2 separate regions of the Mus musculus genome follow, and region 2 is linked to region 1. A link is a contact called in public Micro-C data. All regions are on one chromosome and are shown on one strand. Each heading gives the region's core, a stretch centred on a gene start, on an enhancer-like site or on the middle of the called end of the contact. The rest is flanking DNA. Distances are from core to core; before and after follow the strand shown. Region 1 overlaps Tango6 (transport and golgi organization 6). Region 2 has its middle 8.7 kb from the start of Gm39240.

Region 1 (6,843 bases), core at 2,687-5,186:
TTAGGCCTGCATATTGCCTCTGAACACAGCCCTACAAGGCCCTTCATTTGCAGCTTATGGAAATTAGATCATGCACAGGAAACAGGCTCTTTAGTTATCAGGTTGCACAGAGGAGTCAAGAGGCACGAGGGCCAGGGTTTGCTGGGAAGACAGAGCTTTTCCCAATCTACACGGAGCTCTCTACAGACTTTCTTAGCAACAGCACTGATTTGTACCCCAGCGCTCTCTTCAAGGTTCCCATCCTCATCTTTAAATAGAACAGCTAAAACTAACAGGGAGAGTTAGATATGCATTTACATTGTGTGGTCATACGTATGTGCGTGTGTATGTATGTATACATGCATGTATGCATGTACCCCTGTGTGATATGTAGCCCTGGCTGGCCTGCAGCAATATAGATGAGGCTGGGCTTGAACTTGTGTGCCGCAGTCCGCCCACCTCTGTCTCCTGAGTACTAGAGTTGCAGGCATTTGCCACCATGTGCAGGTTCAGAGTGTTATAAGTTTTTAAAATACCAGAGTGATTATTACATTTATTTTTGTTTGTTTGTTGTATGTGTGTGTACATGTTCATGAGTATATGTGTACATATGTGTGTCTGTATGTACATTCAGAGGCCAGAGATCAGTGTTAGCTGGCTTCCCGAGTCGCTCCACTTTCTGTTTTGAGATAGGGTCTTTCACTAAGCTGGGCTCATCCAGTTGGGTAGATGGGGTCAGTGAGTCCTGGGGTTACTCCTGTCTCTGCTTCCTAGCACTCAGGGAATCCTTATGCCTGTGTCCACTTTTTATGTGGGTGCTGGGGATCAAATTCAGGTGCTCCTGTTCTCACAGCAAGTGCTTTACTGACTGGGCTCGCTCTCCAATACCCGCACCTCCCCCCGTTCCTGTCCTGACTTTCTCTCTTTTAAAGACAAGGTATTTCTATGTAACCCAGTTTAATCTGGAACTTGCTGCTTAGTCCAGGCTGGCCTAAAACTTTCAGTGATTTTGCTCATTCTGCTTCCGTGATGCTGAGATTATAGACATGAGCTATAATGCCTTTTTTAAAAAAAAGTTTTTATTTATTATTGTATGCATATGAGTACACTGTTGCTTTCTTCAGACACACCAGAAGAAGGCATCAGATCCCATTACAGATGGTTGTGAGCCACCATGTGGTTTCTGGGAATTGAACTCAGGACCTCTGGAATAGCAGTCAGTGCTCTTAACCACCGAGCCATCTCTCCAGCCCCACATAATGCCTTTTTTTTTTTTTAATTAAAGATTTATCTATTTATTTATTTATTTATTATATGTAAGTACACTGTAGCTGTCTTCAGACACTCCAGAAGAGGGAGTCAGATCTTGTGATCGGATGGTTGTGAGCCACCATGTGGTTGCTGGGATTTGAACTCCGGACCTTTGGAAGAGCAGTTGGGTGCTCTTACCCACTGAGCCATCTCACCAGCCCCCATAATGCCTTTTTTTAAAAGACAGGGCTTCTCACTATAGCCCCAGCTGGATCAAACTCAGAGCAGTCCTTTGCTTTGGTCTCCTGAATGCTGGGATTTCGAGTTTGGGCTACTGTGAGCATATCTTTTGAACAATTCTTAATTTAAAGAATATAGAGCATCCATTAAACATCATGGTTTGGAAGAGATGAACCACAGTGAGCTGTTTTGTTTCTAACGAAGGTTTTAGTTTAATTTTCCTTTTCTTTCAGCCCTAAGGACAGTCCAGCAGCACAGGCCCCACCACTGAGCTCAGTGCCTTGCCCTTCTGACTGGGTTTTAGTTTTCCTAATTGATAATAAGCTGTTACACCAGCCTTCTGCAGTGGGAAAGCTACTGTGGAGATTACAGTAGCCACATCAGGAGGCTCAGAGGCAGCCGGAAGCTAGGAAAGCAAGGGTCAGGAAGTGGGTGAGTTGCCTTGTGTTTGGGCTGTTTTTCAGTCTGCGTGTGGGAGAAGGTGCTGGAAACCACCCTTCCCTGCTTTCAACCAGCATGGCTCCATTGGCAGGCTGAGCACAGACTAGAACTTTGTGTCTCGGAAGAAAATGCTGTTTAAGATAAACTGCAGGTTCCTTGCAAGGCTGGCAATGAGCTCTCGTTGCCCTGGCCTGGTCGTAGTTTGTCTCTCTGTGTCCTTGTCCCTAGGTGTATGTGGTGGCAAATGAACCTGTCCCAGTGTTGCTGGACTCGCTGCTTCCGCTCCTCCGGGTGTTCTTTTCTCTCTACTGTTTTACCCAGCAGAGTGTGTCTCACATAAGGTAAGCAAGCAGACCGGATACGCTTAGAATTAGAATCCCATTTGTCTGTAAACGGTCAAGTTTAAATTAGGGCGAGACTTTCTCTCAAAGTCAGGAAGATGTTTGGGGACTCTTACTCAGCCTACACAGAAAGAAAGAATGAGGATTTTGCAGGTTGAGGGAAATTGGGTGTAGTTTTGGGGATGATTTTCCATAGCCTATTCTGTACAGTAGAAGGGAAAGGTATCTCCATGGACCACCATGCCATTGTTTGATCGGTAAGAAATCCTGCGTTTTATTGTCTCTGGGAAGTGGGAAACCAGTGGGAGTTTATGATGCCCAAGTGGAGTGTTGGAGAGTAAGTTTGAAAAGTGCAGATTTGATGTGACTGCATAGTTTAACCTGGAATTTGGCCTTAATATGCAGAGTCTTCAGTATAGAAGAAAGGGGCTTCTTAGTCATCTACAATCCCCTTTCTGTGTTACTTTAAAACGGATTCAGTTAGGGGCTGGAGAGATGGCTCCACGGTTTAGGCGCCCTGGCTGCTCTTCCATTCCCAGCACCCACATGGAGGCTAACAACTGTAACGGCAGTCCCAGGACATCTGATACACAAACATAAGTACAGGCAGAGCATTCACACACATAACATTAAATAAATACATTTTTAAAAAGATTGATTTTTGGATTAGCTCTATTTTCAGTCGTTTGTGGCATTTCTTCCACATGGTAGGAGTTTATAGTTCCATCCTTTCCTGGGTCACTATGAAGACACTGTGTAAACTGGAGTCCCTAGAAAGGTCCCTGACAAATTATAAGCTCAATAACTCAGAGCAGTCATTAGTATGGCTGCTAATGGTGAAGAAAGACACTCAGCCCTGTAGTTAAGACTAAATGTCCAGCCTAAAAATAAAAATAAAATCTTTTTAAAAAGTAAAAAAAAAATTAAGTTCTCATAGCACCGTTCCATCCTCATCAAAGACTGACGGGGGAGCATGGGCCTACCCCAGCCCCTTCTAGTGAGTGGGGTGGCTTCTAGAGCCAAGGGTTAAGCTACCCCTGGGTGACCTCCAGGGCACTGTACTCTGAAATTTGTAAGATGCATGCTTCCCTGTCGAGTGTCAGCAGCCAGTGGCCGGGCAGCATTGGGATCAAGTGGAACCTGACGGTCATCGTGTCTTCCCCCCCCCCCCCCCCCCCCCCGCATAGCTTGCTAGCTTCATGGAATAAGATGACAAGCTCATTCATTCATAACTGCTTCATCTACCAGGTCACTTTGCCAAGAGATCTTGTTATGGATTCTGGTGAAGCTGGAAAGGAAGAAGGCAATCGCCAGCCTGAAAGGATTTTCGGGGTTGGACAAAACCGTGCCCACTCTCCACCCTCAGTGTCAGTTTAGAGCCGCTACGCACGGTGGCATCGTGATTACCGCCAAAGAGGCCATTAGGTGAGCTTACCAACCCCCGATTGTCACGCCTGACAGAAGTTTTTATACGACACTGTTCTGTGAGTCAGCCGCTAAGGGGCGCTGATGGAAAGGAAACCAGAAACAGGCAGCCAAGGCGCTTGCTATTTATAATCTTTAAAGAAACCAGAGCCTTAAATGATCCTCTGGGTGTTATTCCAAGATGCCAGCTAATAGTAGGTGTGGTTTGCTGGCGCCTCCCGGCTCTACACCGCAGCAAGCCCAGCTACTGCCCAGTGTTCGCCAGTGACTCAGAGCACAGGGCAGCACATGTTCACCGCAGCTCCCGAGCAGTCAGTCCAGTCTGTCTCTGACTCAAAGAGCAGGATGCATGTGTGCCTTATTACGATTATTACTGTATTTGTCTTGTCTGTGTCTGTGCATTGCTTGCATGCCTGATGGAGCAGAGGGTATCCAGTCCCTGGGAACTGTGTGGATATTGGGAATCAAACCCAGATCCTCCACTCCCACCCCAGCCTTATTCTTAGGGGAAATTGTCTGATTACTGTCATTGGTAATTTTGTAATGAGTTTGTTTCTCATAAGAATGGATTAGAACGTACTAAATAGACTTTAGTGGAGTGGATCATTTATTTCTCCAATGTCTCACAAGTATTTTATTTTATTTTATTCATTTTTTTGTTTTGTTTTGTTTTGTTTTATTTTTGTCCTGCTGAGACTGACCCTAGGGCCGCATGCACACTGGGCATCTGAGCTTTGCCCCTAGCGCCGTGAGCATGTATTTTAGACTGTTTGCGCTTTCTGAGATTTGTGGAGGGTGCTGTTTTCTCAGAACCTAGGCTTCCCTTGGCTGTCCACATGGAGTGTGTCGCTGGTCCAGCTGCTCACTTCCGCCACATCCAAAGAGTTGCTGCTTGTTGAAGTGCTTACATTTAACTTTATAGTCATGATTAATCTAGTGAACATTTAAAACATAAACAAATATGATTGACTTGACGAAAATAGAAAAAAATATGTATTAAAGTAGAATTATCAGAATGAATGGAAGCTTCCTGAGAACTGATGAATTTTAGCAGCTTTATCACTGTGCCCATTGAGTGTAAGAATTTAGAATTATTTGGCATGCTTAATTAGTGCACATGTATATGAAAACCCACAGTTCTCACTGAAATTACTATTTTGCTTCCTGATGAGAATATAGTTAGCAACCAGTGATTAAATGAATCTCCATCCACTGCCAGAAGCAACCACTCCTTAAAATCTGGGGTGTCTGCTCAGGTTAGGGGTATAGTCCTTTTGATATTATACACAAACACATACATACACACACACACACAAAAGTTACATGAACACCTGGGTTTAAATAGGGCCCACAGACACTTAAAGCAGTCAGAGTTCCCAAAAAATTGAAAATTTCATGTGTGTGTGTGTGTGTGTGTGTGTGTGTGTGTGTGTGTGGTGTGTGTGTATGTGTGTGTGTGTGGTGTGTATGTGTGTATGTGTTGTGTATGTATATGTATGTGTATATGTATGTGGTGTGTGTGTGTAATCATTTGTTCCCAAAGCAGCTGATCTGTTTCACCACTTTCCTTTCACCCTGCCATTAGCCCAGCAGAAGTTTCCAGTAAGAAAGTGTTTTAAAGAAAATTTAAGCCAGGCACAGTAGTACACACCTTTAATCCCAACATTTAGGAGGCAGAGGCAGGCAGATCTCTGTGAGTTCAGAGCTAGTCTGGTTTTCCTAGCGAGTTCCATGCAGCCTGGGCTATATAATGAGACTGTCTCAGAAGAAACAGACAAAAACAAAAGCCCAGCTCTATTTGAGCGCTTAGATAGGAGTGTTGGAGGCAGATCTTTTTAAACTTCTTTATTGTTGCTGCTTGTTCACTATGGAGCTCAGGTTGGTCTAGAATTTACTGTGTAGTCCAGGCTGGCCTCAAACTTGAAGCAATCATCCTACATTAGCCTAAGTATGTGCTATAGGGATGAACCACCACACCCAGCATCAATGATCATTTTCTTTAGACACACCTGACCTTTTTTTTTTTTTTAATTTTTCAATAAATCATGTCTAAAGCCACTTCCTTTACAAATCTTTTCCTATTTGAGAAATAAATGATCATACAGACTAAAGCAGTTTAGCTTCTAATAATAAATACCTTGCATTCTTCAGCCCGAACATAAAGGAAAATATTTTCAAGATCTGTCTGAAGATTACCTATATGGAAATATTGTTACTTTAGAATGTCACTCTGAGGTTTCAGCTTCCGAGGTGGCATAGCAGGTGAATGTGCTGTGCGCAGGCCTGAACCTGAGTTGGATTCCTGGATCCCACAAGGTGTCAGCAGATAACTGATTCCTGAGAATTGTCCCCTGTCACCCACATGCAACCTTGTGCCAACACACATGTGCCTCTGTAGCCACACATATAGTATAAAATAACCCTTTTAAAAAAGAGAATTATGGAGATTTCTAGGAAACATGCTGCTTTATCAACACTGACGTGGGCGATCTTGCCCTGTGTTGCAGCGATGATGAAGATGAAGCCCTGTACCAGAAGGTGTCTTCAGAGCAGAGCCAGGTGGAGCACCTTGGGGACTTGCTGCTGCACTGCCAGCAGTGTGGGTTGGCAGGAGATTTCTTCATCTTTTGTCTGAAGGTAAGAATCCACACAGTCACACCAATCCATTCTGGGGTAGCTCTAGGAGAGCCTTTGTCTTTATGAGCATTCATAATTTTAGGTCCTAAAATTTAGCTTCCAGTTTAGGACCAATAAACAGAAGACAGAGAGTAATTAACTCAGCTGCTCATAGGCTCTGGAATGGACAAGGGAGGGACCGTCAGTGGGACAGGTGAGTTACCGGTGTGCTCTGCCTACTCTGCTAGCTCATCTGCATTGAAATGTTAGACATGAACAAAGCTGCCTCGTTAGTCTATGAAAGGGTTAATCTTTGCTCCGTGTTGACAGTAAGATCTCTTTTGAAGTTAATAGCAGGTTCTGAAGCCAAGAGTAATCCCTTATCCTTTCTTGGCCTGGTGTGCAGTCAGGTATTTGGAAGGGAAACTCAGCCATTCTGCCTCCCTCTTTTCGCTCTGTAACCACTTAAAACCTTTTCCTGTTCCTGCCGAGTGCCATTGTTGGCACTTCCCTTGGCCCCAGTCTCCAGTAGTAACTTGTACTCCATAAC
Region 2 (6,843 bases), core at 1,289-3,788, 400 kb after region 1:
TCCAGCAGATCCAGCATCTTCTAATGACCTCCAAGAGTATCAGGCAAAACCACTCATATATACATATGTATATGGTTTACATGTATACACACAGGCAAAAACACTCAGACCCACAAAAATATAATAAGTATAAATATTAAAATGATAATAAAAATGTAAATGGGGTCAGGTGTGGTAGCATATGCTTTTTTAGAATTCTTTTCTCGTTAAAAATTTTTTTCACACAACATGTTTTGATCATTTTTTTCCTTCTCTCAATCCCTCCCCAGATCTTTACTGCCTTCTTGCCTTTATTTTTCTGTTCTCTATCTTTCTTTTTCAGAAACAAACAAAAACCCAAAGAAACAAGAACAAAAGTCCTCACAGAACACACACGCACACACACACACACAATGAAAATCAAAATAAATAGGAAGACCAATAAGACAAAAAAAAAAAAAGAAAAGAAAGAAAGAAAGAAAGAAAAAGAAAAAAAAAGCTAAAACAAAGTAAAATGAAACAAAAAGTTCACAAAAATACTCCAAGGCTTATTTCTCCAAGGCTTGGGACTGCTCTGAGGGCTGATATATAAAATAAAGCTCCGGGGGGTGGGGGGTTGGAAAAAAAAAAAAAAAATAAAGCTCCATTGGAGAAAACTGTTTCCCCCTTACCAGAGGGTGTCAATTACAGATAGTTTACAGATCCTGTCCACTTTCTTCTTTCAGTATTGAGACCCTGGGTGGCTTGTATAGGCCTATACCATTAATCCCAGCTCTCTGGAAAGAGAGGCAAGAGATCTCTGAGCTGGAGGCTAGGTCAGCCTGGTCTACAGAGAGAGGATTGGTTTCAAATCACCAACCAACCAACCAACCAACAACAATAAATAGGGGGCTGGAGAGATGGCTCAGTGTTTAAGAGCCCTTGCTGCTTTCGCCGAGAACCCGAGTTCAAATCCTAGCACCCTCTGTGGGACGTTCGTATCTGGCTGGAACTCCAGCCCCTGGGGATCAGAAACAGCCTCTCCTCTGGCTTCCATGGTCATCTCCATGGTGCCATGGTTACATGACATACCCACACCAAGATGTATATCTACATACACATAATTAAAAGTAATAAAAATATTTCAAAATGTGTGTGTGTGTGTGTGAGTGTGTGTGCATACAGGTATGTGTGGAGGCCAGAGGACAATCCCAGAAGCCAAAAGGCTCTCTCGATGGCCTGGAGCTCACTAACTGGGCCAGGCTGTGAGCAGCAAAAATCCACCTCTTTCTGCTTTCTCAGCACCTGGATTGCAGTCACACCCAGCTTTTTACAAGGGTTTTGGGGATCTAATTCAAGGCTTTGAATTTGCAAGGCGAGCACTTTACTAACTGTTGCCCTAGCAACAGTCTTTAAAAAAAAAAAAAAAAAAAGATGAGGCTGAGCGAGAGGCTGAAAGGGTAGCATGCCAGTGGTGTGTGTGGAGGTCAGAGGGCAACATTCAGGAGTCAGCTCTCTCCTTCCACCATGAGGTTTCAGGGATGGAAAGTCAGATCGGCAGGCTTGTGCGAAAGGTGCTTTTACCATCTGAACTGTCTCTCTCTCCCTCACCTACCCCATCCTCATGACTCAAGATGTGGCCATGCTTGGCCAGAAACTCAACATATTGTCAGGCTGAAGTCAGAGATCTGTCTGCCTCTGCCTCAAAGGAAAGGCTCAAAGTGGCCTTGCTTGTAGCCAAGGACAGTGTCAGAGTTCCTGATCCTCCTGTGTCAAGTCCTCATGGGTGGGATCACAGGCAGGCATCACCACATTGGTTTTCTGCGGTGGTGGTCTGGAACCCAAGCATTCAACCAGCGGTGCTACAGCCTCAGCCCCATGTGTAACCTTTTATCGAATCTAACTCTGATGTTTGAGAATGGCGAACAACAGGGCTCAGGTGCATTTTATTTTTCTATGAGTATCGGATTCATTGACCTTCTTTAAGAAAATCCCCTTCCGGGGCTAACAGACCCACGGCTCAGAGTTTAAGAACGCACACTGTTCTTGAACGGTGGGTTCAGTTCCCAGCATCCACACGGTGCCTCACAACTGCCAGCAAATCCAGTTTCAGACAATATGATACTTTCTGGTCTCCATGGATACCTGCACACATGTGATACATACCAACTCACTGTAAAAATCATAAACATAGAAAACCAAAAGCAAAACCCCTCATTTCTGAAGTGCTACTTTTGTTACGGATCAAGAGGCCCGGGTATAGGTCTGTTTCTAGGGCTACAGAAATTAGAAAGCTAATTGAGTATGTAAGAAAAAAAAAAAAAAAAGAAAGAAAGAAAAGTGAAGACCACGTGACTAAACAGCCCGTGGGCCTTTAACTCCCTGGGACCCCTGGACTGGTGGGAGATCAAACAGGAAAGCAGCTAGATATTCTGACCCAGGAAACCTCAGGCAGCAGTAGTAGTATTTTTTTTTTCCTTTTGTTGTTCGATTTCAAGTGTCGGGGAGTACAATGGAAAGAACATCCACTTGGGGCAGGAAATGCCAGGGAAAGAGCCCAGAGGACGTGACATTTGGGTGGGTCATGAGTGACGATGAAATCTGTCATCTCTTTTTATGACTGTAATCTGCTGTCTACCGTGCGTTTCCCACCCGCGTTTCATCTGCATTATGTCTTATCTGATTTAGAAGGGCCCACAGGGAACTGTATCCCGCCCCCTCCCAACCCCTCGCCCCAGAAGATCTGAGAGCTGGGGCTGGTTCTGGGTTTGTCAGACTCAGCTGTACTTCGTAAAGGCCTGGGCTGGGCCTTTAAATTTTTTTCTGTAACTGTAGTGCCACAGGATTCCTGAGTTTCACCCACACACAGGCTCCCTACCCGAGCCCCAGCTGGCTGCCAACACCCACACTAACCAACTAACCCCCAGCAACACCGCCTTGGCTGTGTCGAAATTCACACCACACCATACCTCCCCGGGTCTGGAAGAAAGGCACAGGGTCTTGGTGCTGTGCAGACACCCTGATAAGGCTCTGGTGAATAACCCGTGAGTAACAGGAAATCAGGAAACAGGAGCTGCCCCTGTAGCAAGAAACGGGAGGGTGGATGGCTGTTCGCACAGTGGTCTGTACACCGGCACCGTGGACGCGCCCTTCAGTGTCGAGATTCCAGTTTCCTTCCCTGACTGGGGGATGAGAATGGAGTTCACAGAAGGCAGCTGTGGATTTCCAGTGAAACTCCCTGGGACATTCTGATCTCGATGTCCCAGCAGGTTTGGAAATGGTAGTATTACTAAACACCTGGACCCATTCTTCATTAAAAAGATTAAATTAAGTCAGGTGTGGGAACCGGTGCCTGTAATGTTGGTACGTGGAGGATGTGGCGCGAGGATGGGTGAGTTTGAGGCAATCCAGAGCTACATAGGAAAACTTTCTAAAAAATGTGTGTGTGTTCACGTGCGCAAGAGTGTGTGCATTCCTGCATACACAGGCACTTACAGCTCACATTCACACACACAAAGAAAAGAAAGGACTATTAATGATAATTAGCAGAGGAAAGTGGAACAGATACAGGGAAGAGTTTCTTGTGCCTTTATATCTTTCCATGGTGTTAAAAATTTAGCCTCAGTGAGTTCAAGGCCAGCCTGGTCTACAGAGTGAGTTCCAGGATAGCCAGGGTTACACAGAAAAACCCTGTCTCAAAAAAAAAAAAAAAAAAAAAAAGCCTCAGAAATTGCTACTTTTTTATGGCTGGGGGTGGTGGTACATGTCTTTAATCCCAGATTTCGGCAGATCTCTTTGAGTTCAAGGCCAGCCTGGTCTACAGAGTGAGTAAGGGTTACACGGAGAAACCCTGTATCAAACAAAACAAAACAAACAAACAAAAAACCAAACAAGCAAAAAGGAAGAAAAAAGAAAGAAAAGAAAAAAGAAAAAAAGAGCCAGGACAAGCTAAGGACGTAGCTCAGTTGGCAGAAAATTTACCTAAAGTACATCCATCATCAGAACCAGAGAACCCAGGCAAGGCAGTATAGCCCTGTAATCCCACCCTATAGAGATGGAGGCAGAAGAACCAGACGTGAAAAGCAATCCTTGGCTTCGAGTGAGTTTGAGGCTAGTGGCCGTTCAGAGTCACAAGAGACTTTGTCTAAAACAAAACATACACGTATACTTACATATACACGTAAACCTTGAGGAAAATTCAATACCTCTCCGGAACCTGTGAACTGTTTTCCTTACAGCAGGGGGCAGCAATGATTCTCAAATATCCCTGACATCAGCACTAACCTGCGGCTTGGCGTCCACGGGTTTCCAGTTCCAGGCCCAAATACCATCCAGCAGATCATAAGGGAAACGAAAGACAATCACCACAGAAAGCTTTAGATGCCGGAGGAATTGTTAAATAAAACATGTTCCAGGTTCTTTTATTGATCCTGAAAACCTGTGTTTGCCCTGAAGCTCAGTTTTCCCATCTGATAAATTAAGTCTATAGATTTGCTGAAATCACTTTAAAGAGCTCTTTCTGCATCTGTTAAGAAAACAAAGGACAACATATCAAACCAAACCCATTTTAAGCTGGACGTGGTGGCACACACCTTTAATTTCAGTACAAAAGGCAGAGGCAGGCAGAGTTCCAGGCCAGCTTGGTCTACAGAGCAAGTTCCAGGACAGCCAGGGCTACACAGAAAAATCATGTCTCTAAAACCCCAAACAAACAAACAAATAAATAAAGTAAGACTTTAGCTGGGTGTGGTGCACACACCTTGCTGTGTTCAGAGGGCATCAGATTTCTCTATGAGTTCGAGGTTAGTCTGGTCTAACAGTAAGTTCCAGGCCAGCCAGTACAACATAGTGATAATCCTACTTAATGAAAAACAAAAGCAAACCCAGAAAACCTTTACAAATCCAAATCAGCATCAGGAAGGAACAAGCCCCAGTGCCCTCTGAAATTAATTGGATTATCAAATTATCTGTTAGACAGCCCTCAGCTGACCAGGATGACTTATTGGCAGTTTATCTTTAGAATACTAATTTTTGGGGGTGGAGTGGGGTGGGGTGGGGTGGGGAGATTGGCACTTACTCAGATCACTGATGGAGAAAAAGAGCCCTTCCAATCTATAAATGTTTAGCATGTGTGCAAAGGTCGTGGATCTAGTGTTCAGGAGCCACACCCAGACTTACAAAAGGATCTTGAGTGGACTGGCCAAATTAAACAGCACAAGCACTTGTAGAGAAATAAACACAAGTTAAAATGTAACCACAGCTATTTGTTCTTGCCGCTCTGTTCTCCTCTGTGGGAGGGGCTGAGAGGGTAGATGGAGCTCTGGTCACTCTAGCAGGAACCTGAGCCTTGCTGCCAAACCCTCTTTCTTTCTTTCTTTCTTTCTTTCTTTCTTTCTTTCTTTCTTTCTTTCTTTCTTTCTTTCTTTCTTTCTTCCTTCCTTCCTTCCTTCCATCTTTCTTTCTTTCTTTCTTTCTTTCTTTCTTTCTTTCTTTCTTTCTTTCTTTCTTTCTTTCTTTCTTTCCCCAAGACAGGGTTTCTCTGTCTAGCCCTGGCTGTCCTGGAACTCACTCTGTAGACCAGGCTGGCCTCGAACTCAGAAATCTGCCTGCCTCTGCCTCCCGAGTGCTGGGATTAAAGGCGTGCGCCACCACGCCCAGCTAGGAAACACTTTCTGTATAAGCATGTGCATTATGCACTACATGTCTTTACATACACATGGCGTTTGTACTTCTCCAGCTTCCTTCATGCTTCAACAGCAATGTTGTTTTTACAGGTGGCTAAAAAAAAATCCCAATACTATCTCTTCTGTGTGTATATATGTGCATGTATGTGTATGTTTTTGTGTGCAAGTGTGTGTGAATGTGTGTATGTATGTATGTATGTATGTGCATGTATGTGCACATGTATGGGTGTATGGGTGTGTATGTTTGTATGTGCAAGTGTTTGTGTGTGTGTGCATGTGTATGTGTGTGTATGAACTGGTACTAGGAACAAAACTCAGGGTCTATTACATGCGAGGCTCTATTATTAAACTACATCCCCAGCTCTTTTTATTTATATTTTCTATTTTTTTCTTGAGATATCACTAAGCTATCTGGACAGGGAGGAGAGGGCCGGGGGGCTTGAACTCTCTATACCTAGGCAGGCCTTGAACTTCTGACCATCCTGCCTCGGCTTACTGAGTGCTAGGGACATAGGTGTATAAGACCACAGCCAGCCCTGTATCTATAATTTGATTCTCCTGGGATGTCTTCAGGAAGGAGTGACTCTGCAAAGGAGCCCCAGTTTCCAAGGTCACCTCCCTCTCTGGGAGGGAGCCCTAAGCACCCAGAATGGTCCCCAGGATGAGATAATCAAGGCACGCCTAAGAAACATCTGGGATACGTGTACACCCACCATTGCTGTGGTCTGTTCTTTGGGATCTCATGCTGGTCCAACATGAATTTCATTATACACTGTACTCATTAAAAAAAAGAGAGAGAAAGAGGTTTGTTTTTGTTTCTGAGTATATACATGTGTTTGTCTGAGTGTATACCATGTATGTATGTGAGGGTATCGTCTCTGGCGTGACTCATGCCTGTGAACTGCCAGAAATGTAGAACTGTAGGGACTGGGAACAGAACTCTGGTCCCTGCAAGAGTGATCTTAACTGCCAGTCCACTTGACTACAGATTGGTTTTTCTTTTTTTTCCTTAATTCTTTGCTCCAAGGTGTGAGCTCTTGAGCATTTAATTGTGCACACTGGTTAGAGGACAGCTCGGGTGTCAGCCTAGCTGGCTTTCTGACTTTCAGGGACCCCTGTGTTCTTCACCTGCGTATCGCTGTAGGAGTTCCCAGAGGGGCACTACTGCACCCGGCTTTACCTGGCTTCCTTCATCCACTGA

What was found. A called contact is a pair of places that touch in the nucleus more often than the background predicts.
Region 2: a contact with region 1 is called in a Micro-C map of the HL-1 cell line, with 3 times the contacts expected there. The contact joins two enhancer-like sites. A contact is called at or near these places in 5 of 39 promoter capture datasets (the 3T3-L1 cell line, 3T3-L1-derived adipocytes, embryonic stem cells and 2 more), 1 of 484 Hi-C or Micro-C datasets (the HL-1 cell line) and 2 of 115 datasets of contacts at active chromatin or transcription factors (both in embryonic stem cells).

Annotation. Positions count from the first base shown.
Region 1 is chr8:106,714,470-106,721,312 of GRCm38.p6, forward strand. Tango6 (transport and golgi organization 6) reads left to right here. Exons shown (of 18, transcript NM_173037.1): 8 at 2,140-2,252; 9 at 3,501-3,677; 10 at 6,185-6,314. Among named protein-coding and RNA genes, the nearest start is that of Tango6, 35 kb to the left of the region's middle. Within about 2 kb of position 3,937, at least 113 of the 459 cell types and tissues checked have an H3K27ac peak or open chromatin away from gene starts, as enhancers often do. A contact at or near this core is called in the HL-1 cell line, where this site is marked.
Region 2 is chr8:107,112,008-107,118,850 of GRCm38.p6, forward strand. No RefSeq gene overlaps it. Among named protein-coding and RNA genes, the nearest start is that of Gm39240, 8.7 kb to the right of the region's middle. Within about 2 kb of position 2,539, at least 131 of the 459 cell types and tissues checked have an H3K27ac peak or open chromatin away from gene starts, as enhancers often do. A contact at or near this core is called in the HL-1 cell line, where this site is marked.